Regions from separate parts of the Gossypium arboreum genome. Here region 1 is linked to region 2. The links are chromatin contacts, called in public Hi-C maps. All regions are on one chromosome and are shown on one strand. The core of a region is the stretch at or near the end of the contact, and the rest is flanking DNA. Distances in the headings are between cores, read along the strand shown. Region 1 holds the start of LOC108461391. Region 2 holds the start of LOC108464471 (protein SPIRAL1-like 1).

Region 1 (3,393 bases), core at 795-3,294, 540 kb after region 2:
AGATAGGCTCATGACGGACTCTGGCAAAGGCAGCATGATAAATATGAGTCAAGATGGAGATTTGTGAGTTGTGCCTCACATTTATCGGATGCATTACGGGCAATTAAGATGAGAATCGATAAGAAATCAAAGGGGAGCAGAAAGCCACACGACGTCTTTGTCAACCAAACAGATTGCAGCGTTATGACAAGTAGGTAGGTGACGTCATGATAAGGCAATGATTTCTGCACAAATACAACCACAATTTTTTACTCTCAACAAGATTTCTTCTCCCAGTTGAACTCTAATTCCTACATGGTTATTTCAGTCATATTGGACCCACGTCCCAAGCTTATTTAAAGTGCCTTTGGAACCTTGTTTAGATTGATCAAATTTAGCAAAATAGATTTGCTTTAAATATGTGAGATTTGTTAAAGAGTTTTTAGGGAGAGTTTTTTAGAGAGCTTTTTTATTTGGGATATTTGGTTTTCTTTTGGGATTTGCTCTTTGTATTCCGGTTGAATACTCTCTATCGTTATACTCCTTTGTTTGTTGATTAGTGAAAAGCCGAAGCCTCTTTTGTGTTTGTTCTTTTCCACTTTTACTATCTCATTAGTTATACAAGTCGATCCCCAATAATATATTTATTGGTATGCCTTTATTGTTCCTATACTATTACCTTTTAAAACTTTTTATTCAAGAAATTGGATAGGGACTTTGCTAAAAAACAAATTAAATCTTTGCTGAGCAATGTTATATTATGTATTCATCTTCACTTCCCTTTTTCTTTGAATTAGAAGCATTTCGAACATTTCTTTTTCTATAATATTTTTTAAAATATATATTTAAATTTAACTAAAATAAGTTCCAAACTTTTAATTTCTAACTAAACATTAACGCATACTTATTTGAAATAAAAAAATTAGTAAAATCAAAGGATAAGAGTTTTATCTAAATACAAAAAACAAAATATAAGAACTTTATTCGAAAAAAGTGAAATGTTTAGGTTTTTATTTAAAACGAAAGAGGAAAAATAGCCGTCTTTTCTATGCTTAAAGATCTTGCCCAAAACCCTATCTAAAAATGTTGTTCACGCCTATTGGGCCGGATGGGCTCACTGGGGATGAAGATGTTTATTTTCCAATTACGTGGTGTTCTTCTTCTTCTTCTTCTCTAAATAAAATTATGTTTTCATTAAAACTTTCATCCCTTTAATATACAATTTATCAAAATTTGGTTCTACTATATGAGGATCAAAAGTTTATTTAGTTATTAGTAAACACATTAACTTGAATTATTGATTTTACTATTTTATTACATATAAATTTTTAAATATTAATTTCATGCATATAAAAAAATAAAAAATAGATACACTAACTTTTCAATTTTGGTAATGCAATTATCAGAAAATAATATTGCAAAATTGTACACGTTTTAGGGCCAATCTTATCCAGTTAATAGTGAGCTGATTTCTGAATCTACTAGAAAAGCAAATTGGGCTTCAACCTGAATAGGCTCAAAAATAACAGTTCAATATATGAAGTTGAGTTTTATAAGTAGAAAGGTTAATGGGCTGAGACCTAAATCTAAAATATTTTCATGCCCAAACTTAACCATTTAGGCCTAATCAAATGGCCCATTTTACCGTTTGAAAAATGATAAAAATTATTTAAATTTAATTATAGAATATATAAATATTAATATAAAATTACTTTTATATATTTTTGTTATTTATAAATATTAAAAGGAGTCAACTCAAAATTGAAAAATACAAACTCAGGCGTCTCCCAAAATGCATTGAATTAATTAGGCCAATCAAATCAATCAATCCATGAACACCTCTTGAGCCATAATACTCATAATGGACCTTACAACAAGAATTTAGTCTATTAATATTTAATATATTTAACAAGAAAGTTCAAATGTGCAAGACTCATTTATAAAAAATATTATTATTTATTTTTTACAATTAAGGGTGACTACAATATAAATATTTATTTTTTAAGGTAATATTTAAAATTATTTGAAAATAATATATTTTAATACACTCCAATACATCTCTTCGTTATCAAAAATTCTTATGCCTGTTTTAATAATAGAAACAAATGTTAAGGCTTGAAGATAATGTACGAGGGGTTATGTTGGCATGTCTTTAGAGAATAACAGTTAAAAGCGCTGCTATTAAGTGTAAGGCAGCTGAAGAGGGAGCGGGTAAAACAGAAGAATGAGCAATAGTAGAATTATATTTCGGTCTGTGTTACGAAGCTCTCGAAGGCCTTCCTTGGGCTTCGCCGCTTCATCCTTGTCTTCTGCAAGGTTCTCTCCTTTACCTCTTCCCACTGCCCTTAACCCTCCTCCTCCTTTTGAACTAAAATCCATTTCCTCTTTCACTTCTTCCTTCACTCGCCGTCTATTCCACAACACAGCCTCCGTTCACAACAAAAACGAGAACCACCAACAGGAAGAAGAAGAACTGCGTTTCTGTTATTCCTTTTTTCCTTTCTTCTGCTGTGCATACCAAGTGTTTGATCAGAGTTCTGTGTCAGTAACCGATTTTTTTGAACTTCTTGGTTTGAGCAGATGGAACTGCTGAAGATGATGGAGAATTCACGGATGAGTGGGAAGAAGAGGATGAAACCGTCGAGCCCAAGGTATGCATTGTTTCTATCTTATTGGATTTCTTTCCTTGCTTTTGATGACGGGTCTTTTTATTTTATGTTATTTTATGAATGTAGGTTGGTGATGGAGGGGATGGTGGTGGAATTGTATTGCAAGGTGTTCCTTGGGGTGAATCTGCTCTCTCTATAGCCCATGATGCACTAAAACTGTTTAGCGATGACATTAAACTTTATGCTTTCAAGACTACACCTCGTGGATACATTTATGTCAGACTTGACAAATTGTCAGATGAGTAAGTATTCTTCCTTATGGATCGCTAACAAGCTGGAGAAACTGAAGCTTCTTTCAAGAACCTAACTAATAGCTGTCATTTGATTGTTGCTTTTATCTCTTATATTTGTTCTGGAAATGAAAGGCAAACAGCATCTCTGGTAGTGAATGATTTGAAGAATATATATCTTTGTGAGAATGAAATACATAGCTTTACGTTTACAAACTTTGGGAGGGGATGGGTTGCACAAGGCTTGAACTCCTATGGTGCCAATGTACAACAACCTTGCTACTCCAAATGTGGCTACATCTTCAGTGTTTCATTTTAATAATTTTTTCGATTTCAGTAATTAAGATTTCCTTTTAATTCATTGCTTTTTACCATTTGTTTTTGGAAGCAGAATGTAAGTAGCAAATGAAGTAACCTAGTAGTCTAATTTATTGCGCTTGACCCAACTCATTTGGTATCTGATGAAAAAATTAGGAAAAATGGGAACACACTTAGAAAAAGGAATGAATTGTACC
Region 2 (3,759 bases), core at 1,188-3,687:
CGTGTTAGAAAGTAGTAGACGAAAACCCACTTTTGGTTTGATTTTTTAACCTTAATTAAAATTTACATGTTTTGTTAAACTAAACCCCCAATCAAATATATAATTATGTCAAATAAGTTTATATTTATTATTTGTAATTTTTTAATATTAATCTCATTATAGGTTCTTATGATATTTGTTTTTTTTTTATACTCTCCCTAACTCTTAAATAAGAAGATAATACGCTTCAATACATTCAAATTCACATCCTCTTAAACTGACAACAATATTAATATCCATCGAGTTAAAACTCAATCCACCTTTATTTGTAACTTTATATATATGATTTTATTTATAACTTTATATATATGATTCCCGAATATTGATAGGACCAACACACCTACCCTACCAACTAATAAATTTATTTATTCAGGTCTTTATTAAGAATTATCAAATACTCTTTTGAAACATCTTGTATTTAATATATTTTACTAAAGTTAAATATATTAATTATATATATATATATATATTAAAAGTATCACAATAACCAGCATCTAATTGTAGTGGTTAACAAACATAAAATTCTATTCCTTTCATTATTATTTATTTTGGTTTACTACCTGACACGTTCTTTTTTAAATAGTACTTGTGATATCTTTTTTAATCTACTTATATTTGATGCATTTTAATAATTAAATGTAATAATATTAATTTTTAATATTAAATTGAGTTTTAGAGTTGATTTGATGACGTTAAATGCTAATATTAATTAATTATGAGTTTTCATCAAATCAACCTTAAAACTCAATTAATTTACATCCATTTAATTATATTTAACAGATTAAACGTAAAATTAAGTAAATTTATAATTAACAATAAATTTATTATGTTAATAAAATTATGAAAAATTCAAACATGATAATAACAATCCTAAAACTTGAAGTAAATATTAAAAATTAACATTATTACTTTTAGGTACCAAAATATAAAATTTTGTCAAATAAAAATATCAAATTAGAAAAAAATACTAATTATCACATAGATTTTTGGATCGAAATTGCTTTCATTTTATAATGAATTATAAAATTGTTGGAATTTCACTAGCTTAAGACGCTTTATCGATGTTTGGTGATATTTATATTATTAAAAGGATAATCGTAACGTTTGTATATTTGGTATAGTACTTTTCTTGAAAAATACTTTTCACAATTAAATTCAGAGATGAGAGTCAAATTCTTAAACATAAAGCAAAACTCTTCTAAAATTATTATTTTTAAATACACTTACTGTAACAAAAACTGTTAGAAACATTAACAAAAAACTGTTCCATCCATCCACCACACAAAAAGTAATATTAGAAGGAAAGAGAACGGCACCGTTTTCACAATCAAATGCGGTTGCACATGTAATGCCCGGATAAGGACCCCACCCCTGACCCTTCGCTTATAATCTAAGCTACGACTTCCACTCCCACCCATTTTTTGGCTCATTCCACTATAAACAATTTCATACTGCCCAACACTTTCCATTTTTCAAGCCATCAAATTATCATTTTCCTCCTTCTATTATATTTAATTTTAATATCTAGTCTTTTTTAAATTACAGCTTACAACTATAAATATTTATCATCATTAATTGAATAATTAAGCCAATATCCCATTAACTATTTGGGCATAATTTAACTTTTTATTTTATAATCTCACCAATTAATTTAAATAGCTAATACAATCGAGTATTTATGTTAAAATACTTGTGGATTTTTCTTAAATACACTCTTTAACTCATTATGCTAACATGGTTTTTTTGGGTTTTATGTAAATAACACAAAAATAATAAAAATTTATGAAAATAGCATGAGTTAAAATTAATTATAAAAATAATATTTTTTATAAAAATTAACTTAATGGATTATATAATTATTAAAAAATTGTAATAAAATAAATAAAATGATATTTTAATAAAAGGAGTCGCATATCACCCAGGGATACCCTATTGTAAAGACATTTTCTTTATTTTTATGTTATTTTTTGCAATAATATTAAATTTGTTATTGTTTTTACTATTATTAAAATATAGATTTTGAAAATTTCATTTCAAAATTTAAAATAAAAATTAACATAAAATTTTATTTTATTTTATAAAGAAATAAAGTTGAATTTTTTATTTTATTTTTTACTTTTATTTATTTAAAATGTAAAATAAAAATTAACATAAATTTTTATAAAATAAATTTGAAAAATTAACATAAAAATATTAAAAGGAAAAATTGCTAGCGTTAGATAATGACATTATAAAATAGAAGGTCAATTTATATTAAATTAAAATGACTGAATATAGTAAAGGGACTAAAACTGAAATTTAACCGTTTAAAACCAGATTTGAAAATTTGAAATCGTGGAATGAGTAAAACTTAGCAGTGAAACATTTCGTTTAAAATTTCAAAAAAACATAATAATTTTAATTTAAAAAAAAAGTAATTTTGAATCATTTTCTATATAAGAAACGCTCGCATTTCGTTTTCCTTTTTCAGTAGGCAGCTGCTGTTACTCTCCTAACTCTCCAACTGTTGTTTCCACTTCCTCTCTTCCAGATCTGAATCGCAAAAGGGAATTTTCAGGTAATTTCAAAACCCTAACCCTAGATCTTTATTCTTCTCTGCGTCTATAAGATTTTGTGTTGTGTTCACTGAGTTTGGCCGTCAATTTATTGATTTTAACCATTTTTTTTCACTATATCTGGTTTGATGTTTATTTTTTTCGCTTTGGCCGCTGTTCGTTTTTATGCTTCATTTGATTTGTTTAATTTTTGTCGTTTTGGATGTGAAGTAGGATGTCAAAAGGTTTTGGATTGTGACGTTTGTTTTCTTCTGATTCGTTGACTGTGTCGATGTTGTAAGCTTATTATTCGATTGTTTTTAAGCTGGAAATGATTAGGTTTTCTTTTTTGCGTTTATGTTCTATTTAATACTTATTATATTGTAAATTCTATGAAATTATGAGATATGTGCTTACCGGCTAGTGCTTTTGTTTCATTGAAATGATACCTGGAACGAGGATTGGTCTGGTACAAGGAACAAAAACAAGAAAGCAAGTCGATGTTTCTAAACACCTAATTTGATAGGGGTAGTCTTTTCTGATTTGCTTTGTTGTAACGACAAATGATTTATTGGAACGGTGTTTTAGGGAACCTATATATATATATATAGTTCTTGTGTTCACAAAAACTTATAGTTCTAAATAAATTAATTTTTAAATTTGTGAATTTTTTGTTTTGCTCAACTCATTTATAATAAACCATATTTATTAGGATTGTTAGTTTTACTGAATTGGATCGCTAGTGCTCCCAAATTGAGTATGTGCTTACCAATTAAAAAATCACTAGGGAGATAGCGATTTCTGTTAATAGTGTTTCTCTTTATTTTATTAATGAGCATTTGTTTTATGATCACAGTAGATAAATCTTCATTTCTGTAGTTGAAAATGAAAAGGGGATTCCATGGCTAATGGAATAAAAAAGAGTGTTCTTTGATTTGATTGGGGTATTATATACTATAATCCTTTATTTTTATTGCACATTTGGAACATGCCTGACAAATGTTTAGGATTTTAACTTTTGTATTGGGATTTGTTGAGCTACTATTAAGTAGCTAGGACGTATGATGTAGGTTGCACTATCATGTAGTGGATCTTCTTGATTTGAGTGGGATGTTCTAAAACTCGAAATTGAACTGTGAAAGAAAAGGTGACAATTTAAAAACAACAAAGAGCCAGTATGTTATGA

Evidence for each region. A called contact is a pair of places that touch in the nucleus more often than the background predicts.
Region 1: a contact with region 2 is called in a Hi-C map of leaf, with 7 times the contacts expected there. The contact joins the promoter of LOC108461391 here to the promoter of LOC108464471 in region 2. A contact is called at or near these places in 2 of 5 Hi-C or Micro-C datasets (both in leaf).

Annotation. Positions count from the first base shown.
Region 1 is chr13:32,302,269-32,305,661 of ASM2569848v2, forward strand. It overlaps LOC108461391, which reads left to right and starts at 2,045. Exons shown (of 7, transcript XR_001867733.2): 1 at 2,045-2,462; 2 at 2,560-2,630; 3 at 2,715-2,890.
Region 2 is chr13:31,757,500-31,761,258 of ASM2569848v2, forward strand. LOC108464471 (protein SPIRAL1-like 1) reads left to right here and starts at 2,438. Exons shown (of 3, transcript XM_017764786.2): 1 at 2,438-2,596.